2 separate regions of the Sminthopsis crassicaudata genome follow, and region 2 is linked to region 1. Evidence: chromatin contacts called from public Hi-C data. All regions are on one chromosome and are shown on one strand. Each heading gives the region's core, a stretch centred on a gene start, on an enhancer-like site or on the middle of the called end of the contact. The rest is flanking DNA. Distances are from core to core; before and after follow the strand shown. Region 1 holds the start of LPAR5 (lysophosphatidic acid receptor 5). Region 2 holds the start of LAG3 (lymphocyte activating 3).

Region 1 (5,293 bases), core at 1,161-3,660:
TAATGACCTCGAAAGGACACACAGGAGACCCTAGTTAAGCAACAATGACACAGACAGAAATACGTACACGCTGGGTAACATAGAAATATACACATTAAAAAAAACCGGGGGATATACAGAGGCACAAGATACATGCAACATCTTTGTTGCTCTGGTTGGAATCTTCTCCCAGGGTGGGGGGTTGGGGTGCTGGTGTGTGGGTGGTGTGGCAGTGGGGGCAGGGAGCCAAGAAGCCCAGAGCACTCCCTCGCATGGGAATGTTCTGCTTCCGGTCTCTCTTTTCCCCACTCACGGCATGAAAAGCCCCCATTCCTCCCTCCCTGCCGGGCCCTCCTACCCCTCATTTCAGAATAAGCTTGTGACATGGGGCATTTCCTTCTTTCATTTCTCTTGTGGTTCTCCCTTCTCTACCAGCTGGGACAGCCAATAAGCTCCACCCTACTGCTCCTGGCTTCTCCTCCCCACCTCCAAATATCTCCTCTATGACTCGGGAGATTCTACTAATACCTCATTCCTTTGTGTTAAACATTGTCCTCTCCCTGTAATCCTATTTTAAATCTTTAAATAACACGGTACCTAAAGTTTGGGGTTGGGGATCATGGATGTTGAATAGCTCTCACTTAGATAAGGCAAACGCGTTGATCAGGTTGCTTTTGTTCTTAAAGGCAGAAGAAACGTGGTAGATGAAGGCGCAGGTATTTGTGACAGATGAGAGTGAAAGGAGATGAGAAACTGATAACTTCTCTACGTCACCATTTTGCCACAAACCAACCATGACCTTGTCCCACTGCCCCACGTCAGAGTTTAAGAAATGGATCATTCTAACCTCACACCAAAAAGAAAGTTGACTCCGTAGAAGAGGAGAATCATTTCCTACCTTCAATTTTATTCATCTATGACTCCTCCATCCCTTCCTACCACCCCCCCCCTCAAAACAAAATAAAGGGATCTAAGGCCCAGTGGTATGAGGAAGCATACCTTGCAGAAAACATTCTAGTGAGGAGACTTTTCAGCAGACAGTTCAACTGGGTAACTTCAAAGGGGCCAAATTTACAACTTGGGCATTCATGTTTCCCTATCTTTGGACAGAGGAAGGAGGAAAGGATTTTTCCTCCTCTTTAAGAAAGAGGGTTCTATGGAACTCCTTCCTTATACTTAAGACTTTGTTTATTCCTGGAACTAACCGCCAAGATTGAAACCTGAGTCTGGGTACCTGATCCTGTCTCCACACTACCTTGATCATTTGCAATCTCTTAAGGTGCATGAGAATGAATTTGAAGGGGAAATCCAGCCAGTGTTTCTGCTCAGATGGTTGAATCTTTGATGGATTGGCTGAAGGATTTTTCCAGAGGTGTAGGTGAGAGCAGTTCACAGTGAGAGGTATCCTCAACATGAGTGGAGAGAGTAGCACTTTCCCGTTGCCTAGGTAGTCCCTGAGATCCATTGGCAGACCTGACTTTTACCCATCGAGTAGTTCCCAGGTCTCGCAGAGTGTTTCGGAAGCCCTCTGCACTGAAATAGTATACAAGGGGATCTAAGACGCAGTTGGCACTAGCCAACACTACCATCACCACCAACACCTGGCGCACCTTGTCCCGGGCATCGGAGCTGGCATCTACCAGCTTTCCCCGAAGCAGCCCATACACAGCCAGGGCTGTATTGTAGGGCACAAAACACAGGAGGAAAATGACCAGGTTAGCCAGCAGGAGGCGCACCGTTTTCCTGCGTCGTTCACTCCTGGTGGTACTGGGCCGGGCCAAGGTCCAGAAGACCCGACTGGAAGAGTAGATCATGGTTATCAAGGGCAGTATGAAACCCAGCCCTTCAGCAAGAAGTACCAAGGGCAGCAGTTTGCCCTGCCACAACTTCTCGCTGAAGCTCTCAAAGCACAGGTTGACAGTGATGTTCTCATAATAGCAGGGTGAGGGAGCGTGAACCCGAGCGGCAGGCACAGCACACACCAGGATCAAAGCCCAGACCCCCAGGCAGAGTAGCCTCGCCACCATAGGCCTGCGTAGGTGGCGAAGCCGCAGTGGGTGGACGATTGCCACATAACGATCCATATTGATGAGGGCCAAGAAAATGCAGCTGCCATACATATTCATCTGGAAGGCGGCCCCTGCTGTCTGGCACAGGAGGTCCGGAAGGGGCCAGTAGTGAAGAGCATAGTAGGAGATCCGTAGGGGCAAGGAAAGGGTAAAAAGCAGATCACTAGCTGCCAGGTTACACATGTAGACACTGACCACCGAATGGACCTGTAGGGCTCGGAGGAACACCCATAGTGCCAAGGCATTGAGGGGAAGGCCAGTAGCAAGCACCAGACTGTAGCCCACCAGGTGCAGGCGGTGGAAAAGTCGGTAGTCAGGACACGTGGGGATATCAGTGCCAGTGGAGGTGGAGTTGGCCGACATTTCCCCAACAAGTGGGCTAAGCTAAGGACATTATCCCTCAAGTTGGGCAGGAAGGGCCAGGTACAACCAAGATGGAGTAGAGGAAACAGAGAGAAGCCAGAAACTCCAGTGCTCCTCTTTTGTTACAATGGGGACCTGAAATGTGAAAGGAAGCCCAAGTTCAATAGCCAGAAAGAACAAACACATATGCATATCATATCATATACAGTAACTGAAGCAACTGCAGGAAGTGGGACTTTTTTCAGTAGTTCTCCCCCCCCCCCCCAGGAAGTCCTGAAACCATCCCACTACTTTTTCAGGTTAGCCTAAATCTGTAGTCAGATATAATTGAGTTGACTTCTTCCTTACCATCCTGCTTCCCCTTTTCCCCTCTTACTTCAAGCCAGAGTTTTTCTTGAACACACATAATTTTGTCCCTTATTTATAAAGTCCTCTGAGCACTTAAGTACTCCGTTTACAATCTCCTCGTAGGTTGATGAGCACTCTTTCCATTATAGCTCTATAAAGTTTCTTCAATTAGATATAAACTCTTAAGGAGTTCATCTTCTATTTTTCTACCTTTCCCATTTCCAAAGTCCCTAATCCAGCTCTCTCCCTTTAGTAGATACTCAATGGTATATGCTAAGTTGATCAAAACATCAAGACACAACTGTTACATCCTGTCAGAGACATATATAGATTAACCACATCTTAACATTTTCACAAATGTTATGTTATAATTATATAGAAGATTCTGAAAGGCTTTGTATAATCCAATTTCCCTTCTACTCTCCATTCCAATTGAGAGGACTTTATATGTCTTTCCTATAGAATAGCTCTTAAAATATGTTACCACTCCTAACACTTGAAAGGTTAGATAATTGTAAAGTACTTAGTACAGAGTCTGGAACATTGTAAGTGCTATATAAATGTTAGTCATTATTATTCTACTAGGCCCTCCCCATCAAGCCATTAAGCTTGTAAGCACTCTGTTTGGCTCCTAGTAGCCATTTAACAAATACTAGTTGATTAGGCACATAAATGAACTAGAGGAACTTCTATTTTAAAAGCAAAACTAATTTTACCACCTCCCCCCATAAAGTTGGTTTGGAGAAGCAAAACAATCAGCCCACCATGGAGCTTTTTTTTGTATATTGGAATTCTCTAAGTTTTCTGAGTTCTGCCCCTTTTCCAACCTCCCTTAATTTAACCCTACCCTAGCCTCCTCATCCCTTTCTCTGACTTGATTGGTCCCTAAGGCCTACAGTGGGGTAGATGGGCACTGGGCCAAGCCAAATGGGAAAGAGAAACAAACTGAAATGGGTAGGGGAGGAGAAGGGAATAGGTTAGGAGCAGTTGAAATCTGCCATCTCAAACCAATACATCTGTTCAAAGGAGAAGGCCCTGTGTGTATTTATTGGGAGGGGAGGGGGAAAAGGGGAGAGAGAGGTTGTGGGTAGGAGAGGAACAGAGACAGTACAGCTACCCTAGATCACAATTCTGGGGCCTCATTTCATCAGACATCTGCAACCAGGGGAAAATAGATCCACAGGTACAAAGAATGAGCATAGGAGGGAGAGAGACGCAGTAACAAGGAAATGTACACTTAAACTAAAGCCTAGTAAAATGTACAGACACATGAAACAGGGGACACAGAGATGATCCATTAGCAAGTATTTATTGAGTACTGACCCTGAACCCAGCATTGTGCTAGGATCTCTAAAAGTATATGGCTTCTGCCCTCGAGGAGCTTACAAATACACAAAGATACATACATACATACATACACACACACTCACATACACAGAAAATGCAACTGATACATATTCAATACAATAAGGTAGATTTATGCCCTATTGGACACAGTGACTTCTCCTGAGTAATTTTCTCCCAAATCACCTACACAGATTCCAGTATGCAGCCGCCCTCCTTTGAACCTCCCATGCTCTCTCCCCTCTACATCTCCCACTTTTAACCCCAGCCCCAGGCATCTGTCTTCTCACCTGTCCTGTAGCTCTCTGTGATCCATCTCAGTGCCCTCTGAGCTGGGCTGGGCTCTGCACATTGCTGAGATAAGCAAGGAGGGCAGGGTTGTCCTATGCAGCAGACAGGAAGTATGAGAGAGATTGCACAGGCCCAAGAATTCCTCCATTCCCCCCCTACACACACATTTGGTACCCCATTGGTTGATGGTTATTGGCTGGTGGTGTTGGTGGGGAGGGAAGGAAAAGGAAGAAGAATTTCTGGGCTGAGGTGAGAAGCAAGAAGACATGCACATATGTCAAAGAGAAATAGAAAATCACTTTCCTCAACTTCCTCATTTCTAAAAGAAGTGCCACTAACTCATCTCCTACTGGCACAAAATCTGTCACCCCTCTGACTCCTTGGCTTCTTCTCCTCACTTAACAAATTACCACCTCCAATCCATGAGTCCTAAAAGGACTCTCTCCTTCCTATACTTTAGGAATTACACCTCTCTCCCCAACAACTTTCTAGATATCGGTGGTTTGAGAAAATGCTCTATAAACATTAAAGTATTCTATAAATATGAATTGTTATAATTACCATATTATGGGAAGGATTAACTTTCTGTTAACTGGGTTCTGAGGCAGCTATCTTCTCTTTAAACTCCATTCTATAGCCTCCTGGTGGAGGGACACTAAAGAATTTGAAGATTCTTAAAGTCTTGACGTTTACTGATATCTTACCACACTAACAGTCAGGGAATTTTTTATTCTGCCAGTCTTTAAACTCTACTCTAGTGGGTTAAAACTATTCCCTTTGGTTTGAGTTCAAAGAAATTATAAAACATACACAGCTGCCTATGCAGCCTGACTGGTGTTAAGCTATCTGTCTGACCCCCTGACTATCTGGCCTCAGACACTCTGATGTTCTGCAACCAG
Region 2 (5,999 bases), core at 1,872-4,371, 160 kb after region 1:
CGGGGACTGCTCTTTGGTTCTGTGTGTGTATCTGAATCAGTGTCTGTCTGTGTCAGTGTTTGGGCAGAAGTGTGTAAATGAGGCCAGAGAATGCTTGGCACGGAAAAAGCTTAGTAGCACTAGGGCCTTTTACCCCTCTTGGGGGGAGGGAAAAAAAAAAAAAGCCTGGGACAGACAGTGACCAAGCCAGGCAGGGGTGACAGGAGGAGAGGACTCAGCCCCACGGACTTTGACCTCCTCTGGCACTTTGTAGCTCTTTCCCCTGCCTTCCTCCCTTATCTCCCCTGACCCAGATGGGAAACTCAGACCATAGCCCAAGAGGCTCAGGGCCTCCGGGGAAATAGTATGAGAGCAGGGAGCAGAATCTCAGCTTTCTGACACCGGGATGAAAGACCATCCCTGTCCCTGGGGAGAAGAACAAGAGGTGGCAGAAATGACCTGCAGACCATGTGGCTGGGAAGTGGGGGTAGAGAAGCAGGGTATTAGGGGCGCCAGCCTGAAGAACAGAAGGAAAGAGTAGGTGCTTCCTCATGGAGAGAGGAAGAGAGTCTCAATAGACCAATCAAATGTAACTCTCTCTAGGCCCCCCTTCTAATCTTCCTCTCAGAATGGGGACATACAGAGTGACCTACTCATAGACAGAATGAAGTAAACATGTGTGGAATCTGAGGCGCACAGAAAATTAAAGCGATACCAAAAATAAATAAAATATCCTCATAGTTGGAAGGGGGTGAGAGGGAGGACTTAAGGTGTTCATTCTTACTCTTCTAAAGACAGGAGTCACTTCCAGGGGACCTGGAGCAGGGACTGGCTAAAGGAGAGTGCCGAGTCTCTGGGGTAAAGAAGACAGCGGGTCATGGCAGGGTGAGCCTAAGCTAGGCTCCCTCCCACCCCCACCCCATCTGTATTCTTAGACCACCCCGACTTGTTCCCTGGCCTCGGGCCAAAGCTACCTATCTTTTTATTGCACTGAGTCTTCTCTGCATCCTTTCTTTTTTTCCTCTCCTTTTCTTTCCCCATCCCCGCGCCCATCCCCCGCTTGACCTCCTACCCTAACCCCCCCTTCCAACTTTGCCGAAGGGAGGAGAGCCTGGAGTCAGGGAAAGACACTTGACCTTGTGACCCAGTTTGGGACTAGCATACGCGAGTTGGGGCGCTGAGGAGGGCACTAGCGGAGTGCTGCTTCTGTTCGGGTAGAATGTCTAGCGGAACACCCGGCATGAAAAGGAGACACAGAGACAGAGACACAGAGCGACAAAGGAAGAGACCAAAAGGGAGAGAAGCTGGGGGAGGCGGTGAGGTGGGGGGGGGTTAGAGGGGATCGATGCTCCAGAGAAAACATGCAGATAGAGGCCCCAGAGGTAGACAAAAGGCGGAGGGGTGGGCAGTGGGAGGGGGCCGGGCGGAGGAGGAGGGACATTGGGAGGGGGTGGGGCATTAAGGGCCGGAGCAGATGGAAGGGATTTGCTTTGCTGAGCTGAGCTTTTCAGCCACTCAAAGGGGGGCTGGGGGGTGGGGAGTGGGGGTGTTCAGGGAGGTGGCAATCAGCGAGCCACCAAGGTGACGGGCTTCTGTTTCTTCTCGCTCCCGTTCCCACATTCGGCCTTCCAGGAGGAGTTTAGAGTAAAACTTGGCACCTTTCCTGTCCCACATGAAGGGGCACTGGGCGCTTTGTCACACCGAACCAATGCCCTCTAGGCTTTCTGCTTGAGGTTGGGAGCTAGGGGGAACAGGACAGTGCTCTCAAGGCAATTCACTTTTGTGGTAAGACACAGATGAGCCGTTTGTTCCCTCTTCCACAGGACCTGAAGGAGAAGAAAGAAAAAGTAGAAGAGAAGACTAGTCGGAAAGAGAGGAAGAAAGACGTGGTGGAGGTACAGCGGGGAGGGGAGGGGAGGGAGCCACTAGGAAACCTTGGGGGAGCTATTGCCTGAGATACCTTTTTGTCTACCCTCCCCCCCATCCCCGGGACTAATCTATTGGGTGCATGCCCAACCAATGTGATCTGGTTTTCTGGTACTCATAGGAGGAGGAGAATGGAGCTGAAGAGGAGGAGGAGGAGACTGCAGAGGATGGAGAAGATGATGATGAGGGTGAGGAGGAAGGTGAGATCAAAGAGTGTCGGGGATGATGGGGGTCGATGGAAGTAGAATCAAGTCAGAGTTGAAGAACTGAAGCAAGGGTCAGGGGCAACTTCCAGTGGTCTCTGGAGATGACCTTTGCCCCTCCACAGTGACCAATTTCTGGCTTCACAGATGAGGAAGAAGAGGAAGATGATGACGAAGGGCCCGCACTGAAGAGAGCTGCTGAGGATGAGGTTGGGGCTGGGTCCAGGGATTGGAGGGGGAAATGACAGATCCTGGGGCCCTTTTCAAGTCTGAACCAAGATTCTCTGGAGTATGGGACAGAGCTGGGACTAGAAACAAATCCTGCTTCTTTTGCATTCATGAGGATCCTTTTTCCCTCTGCAGGATGAAGCCGATCCTAAAAGGCAGAAGACAGAAAACGGGGCATCGGTGTGAGCCTCAGTCGTCTGGGCTGAGGGTGGGGAGGACCCCATGGGCCTGGAAGTGAGATGGGGAGGGATAAGTGCAGCGGCCTTTCACCTGGCTCCCTGTTCTGGATTCCTCCCCAGAGCTGTCCCCCTCCTATTCTCCCCAGCCTTCTTACTGTTCCCTTTCCAGGTATTCCAATTTTTACCTCTCCATTCCTTCACCTCCTGAACATTCCCCATCCCTGAGCTTCCCAGCTGATCCCCAGACTACTCTTCTTTTCCATATCCTCATATCTCTTCCCATCCCCCAGTTGATTCTTCAAAATCCAATTCTACCCCTTTCCACATTCCTAAATCTCCCCTTCTGCCTTCTCTCCCACTCTCCCTGCCTGATCCCTGGATCTCCCTCAGATTCCCCACCCCCTCACAGCACCAGGCTGGGGTTGGGGCTGAGCCCCACAGCTGCCCCCTCTCCCCTTTATCCTTTTTGTATAATTTAATAAAGAAATGGTCGCGCTTCTGTTTTTAACCTGCCTCCTTCTTCTCCCGGCTGACAAGTGTGTGTGTATGTGGGGTGGGACAAAGGTACAATTTTGGGCTGGGGGGGGGGGAGCCGTCCTCTCTTCATGGACAATGAAATAACCATCCTCCTTCCCCTAATTCTTCTCCCCTCATCGGAGCTATCCATACACCTGAAAAACATGAGAGACCCACCAAACACAGGTGCTGGATATCCACAGTAGAAAGGGAATATGTGGGAAATCTTTTACACGTTGCGGTCTACCAACGTTCCTGTCCTTTCTTCTACCGCCTCCTAATCAAAAGAAGAACCCAGGGCCAGGATAGGGGCTGACACACCTGGGCCCTCTTCACTCTGTGACAGGAAGTAGATCTGAAGATTTCTTGGGCATGCCCTTTGCCTCCCTCTCCCATGCCCTGCTTCCTCTCCTTTCCTGCTTCCCTCACATACCTGTATGTGCACTGACATACAACGTTCACAAAGACATAATGCCGAATGGAGCATAAAGCTACCGAGACTGGCAATTTTGCTGACCCAGGCAAATACAAGAAGGCTTAAGACAGGAAGTTCTAATGAGAGAGGGGAATAGTGTATGCTTGTTGCCACAAGGAAAAGGGGTATGAGGCAAAGATGAGGGCTTTGCGTTGGGACCCTCTAATTTAAGGAGCCAATGTAAACTACAGGAAATTTTCGAGTCTTCCTCTGGAGCTACTCCATCTCCCTAGCCACTGGTGCAGTGGAAAGATACCTCCACTAAGAGTTAGGATTTGGAGCTTTGAGTCCCAGCTCTTGCCTTTTGAAGCCTCAGTTTGTTCATGGGTGAGATGAGAATAATAATAATTGCATCTAGAGTTTATTGAGAGCAATTAAAGTAACATGTATAATATCCTCTGTAAATATAAACCTTTATATATATGAATTACTTTTTTATTATTAAAATTAATTATTAATATCATTTTCTCTATTGGAAAAGGGGAGGATTTCTCAGCCTATATTCTGACACTCTGGGTGGAGTGTGTGTGTGTGTGTGTGTGTGCACGCACAGGCGTGCAAGAGCGGGTGTGTGTGCACCTTTGTATCTGAGTTGGATTGGGGAAAGAGAATAGGAAAACAAATTGGGAAGGCTTCTCCTTGTACTTTAAATGCCCCTCCTTTTTTCTCTCTTTTGAAATCCATCTTTTCTTGTGTTTGTCTTTTAAGGTTTTTTTTTTTTTCCTCTACAACTGTTTCTTAGCATCTTTTTGTCTTATGCGGTCTCATTTCTCCTCTCCTTGGTTCAGGACCAGCTTGGGATGAAAGAAACGTGAGGTATCAGGAGGGGTGGCTTAAGAGGCAATTTTGACTCATCGGGCTTCATCTTTCCATTCAAGGTCTTTCCTTACCCCACTGGCTTCCAATAGAACTCTAGACATGCAGCAACAGTGCATTAACTAGAACACCAGATTTGGAGGCAGTGGATATGGATTCAAATTCCAATCGCTATTTCCTACTTCTTTTCTTGGACAAAGCACTTAACTTCTCTGGGCTTCAGTTTCTTCATATAAAATAGAAAGATTAGACCAGACAATTTCTTAAGATCCTCACCTTTTCTAAATGCTGTGATCTTAGTAGCAGACCAGGTGGGCAGGGGAGGCAGCCATTGTACTCTATCTTCCTCTGGAGTGTAGTGCTGATTCCCCATTTGCCTGTTTCCTGGGAACACAGGGGGACGTGATGTTTATTTATGGATCAGAGAATTAAGTTTGGAGAAATCTTAGGTAGAGGTAGGGGTGAGGAAAATAGGCAAATAGGCAAAAGACATGAAGAAAAGGAATGGTAACCAAAGAAGGGTCTTTACACGGAAGTGAATCAGTCGTTCGATTCATCAACAAGTATTTGTTAAGCATCTATGTGTCAGACATTGTACTGGACATATGTACAAAAAATGAAACCATCCCTTCTCTAAAGGAGATTACATTTTAATAGGGAAGTGTAGATGATGGGCAGGTTTGGAATGCCTTTGGGTGGGGGAGTGAAGGACAGAGAGAGAAGCCTTGGGGTTAGGGAGGGAGGTGAACCCAGGACAGAAAGAAGTAAACAAGGGGACAATAACAGGAGGGGCGGGGATTGGTGCTGCTGGGAATCAGCCCCCTCACATTTTCCGATGTGAATCGAAACAGTGAGCCCCAGAAGAGGTAGGAGGGGGGCAATTGGGAGGGGAAGTGGGGACTGTGGGGGAGAAAGAGGAGGAGGTGAGGGGGCAAGGTCCTCAGAGGAGTTATCATTGCTACTGGGAAGCCAAGACATCAGAGAAGTACTCCATCCCAGCACTTCTCTCTTTGGTCTTTATTCCTTCAACCCCCTCTGAATTTTTCTCACCTGATTTCTCTCTCCATTCCTCTTGTCTTCTTATTTCTTGCTTTCTACCTCTATCTCCTGCCACCTGATCTCAGGCTCTATCTTCCTCCTGACATCCTCTTCCTCCCTACATCTCCCTCCTCTCATCTCTATCCTGTTCTTTCTTGGAGGGCTCTATCCAGGCCTCCTTGAAGAAGAGATGCTGTGGGAGGTGAGATCCCTAACTCAATTTCTGCTACTGCTGCTGGTTGCCAGAGGTAAGCTGCAGAGAGGGGCTAGTCTGAATACTTGGCATTGGGTGGATGGAATTCTCCACAAGATTACCTGGAGACTGCCACAGCTTTGAGTGGGTTGTCTTAGAGTTTTCCTCAGGTAGATTTACCTGTCCCTGGAATTTGGAGTCATTGTCCCCAGTTTCTACCTCAATTTCCCCAGCTTCTCTTTTTCTACAGCAGGGACTCAAATGCCCAGCAAAGAAGTCCAGGTGGTGTGGGGCAAAGAGGGTTTCCCTGTTCAACTCCCCTGCATCCTCTCAAGCATCCAACAAAACTTCTCTCGGGGGCATAGTTCTATTTGGAAGGTGACTGTCACCTGGCAGCGCTGGCAGGACAGGTATGGAGCTCAAACTCAGAAACCCAAATATCTAAA

What was found. A called contact is a pair of places that touch in the nucleus more often than the background predicts.
Region 2: a contact with region 1 is called in a Hi-C map of hippocampus, with 2.7 times the contacts expected there. The contact joins the promoter of LAG3 here to the promoter of LPAR5 in region 1. A contact is called at or near these places in 2 of 2 Hi-C or Micro-C datasets (fibroblasts and hippocampus).

What each region holds. Positions count from the first base shown.
Region 1 is chr5:187,514,820-187,520,112 of ASM4859323v1, forward strand. It overlaps LPAR5 (lysophosphatidic acid receptor 5), which reads right to left and starts at 2,411. Exons shown (of 1, transcript XM_074266771.1): 1 at 867-2,411. The coding sequence starts at 2,411. The coding sequence ends at 1,305. ACRBP (acrosin binding protein) reads right to left here. Exons shown (of 11, transcript XM_074266769.1): 10 at 4,394-4,486; 11 at 867-2,546. The coding sequence ends at 4,421.
Region 2 is chr5:187,672,923-187,678,921 of ASM4859323v1, forward strand. It overlaps LAG3 (lymphocyte activating 3), which reads left to right and starts at 3,122. Exons shown (of 9, transcript XM_074269052.1): 1 at 3,122-5,188; 2 at 5,522-5,608; 3 at 5,804-5,963. The coding sequence starts at 5,551. It overlaps PTMS (parathymosin), which reads left to right. Exons shown (of 5, transcript XM_074269054.1): 2 at 1,803-1,874; 3 at 2,027-2,093; 4 at 2,256-2,317; 5 at 2,472-3,023. The coding sequence ends at 2,522.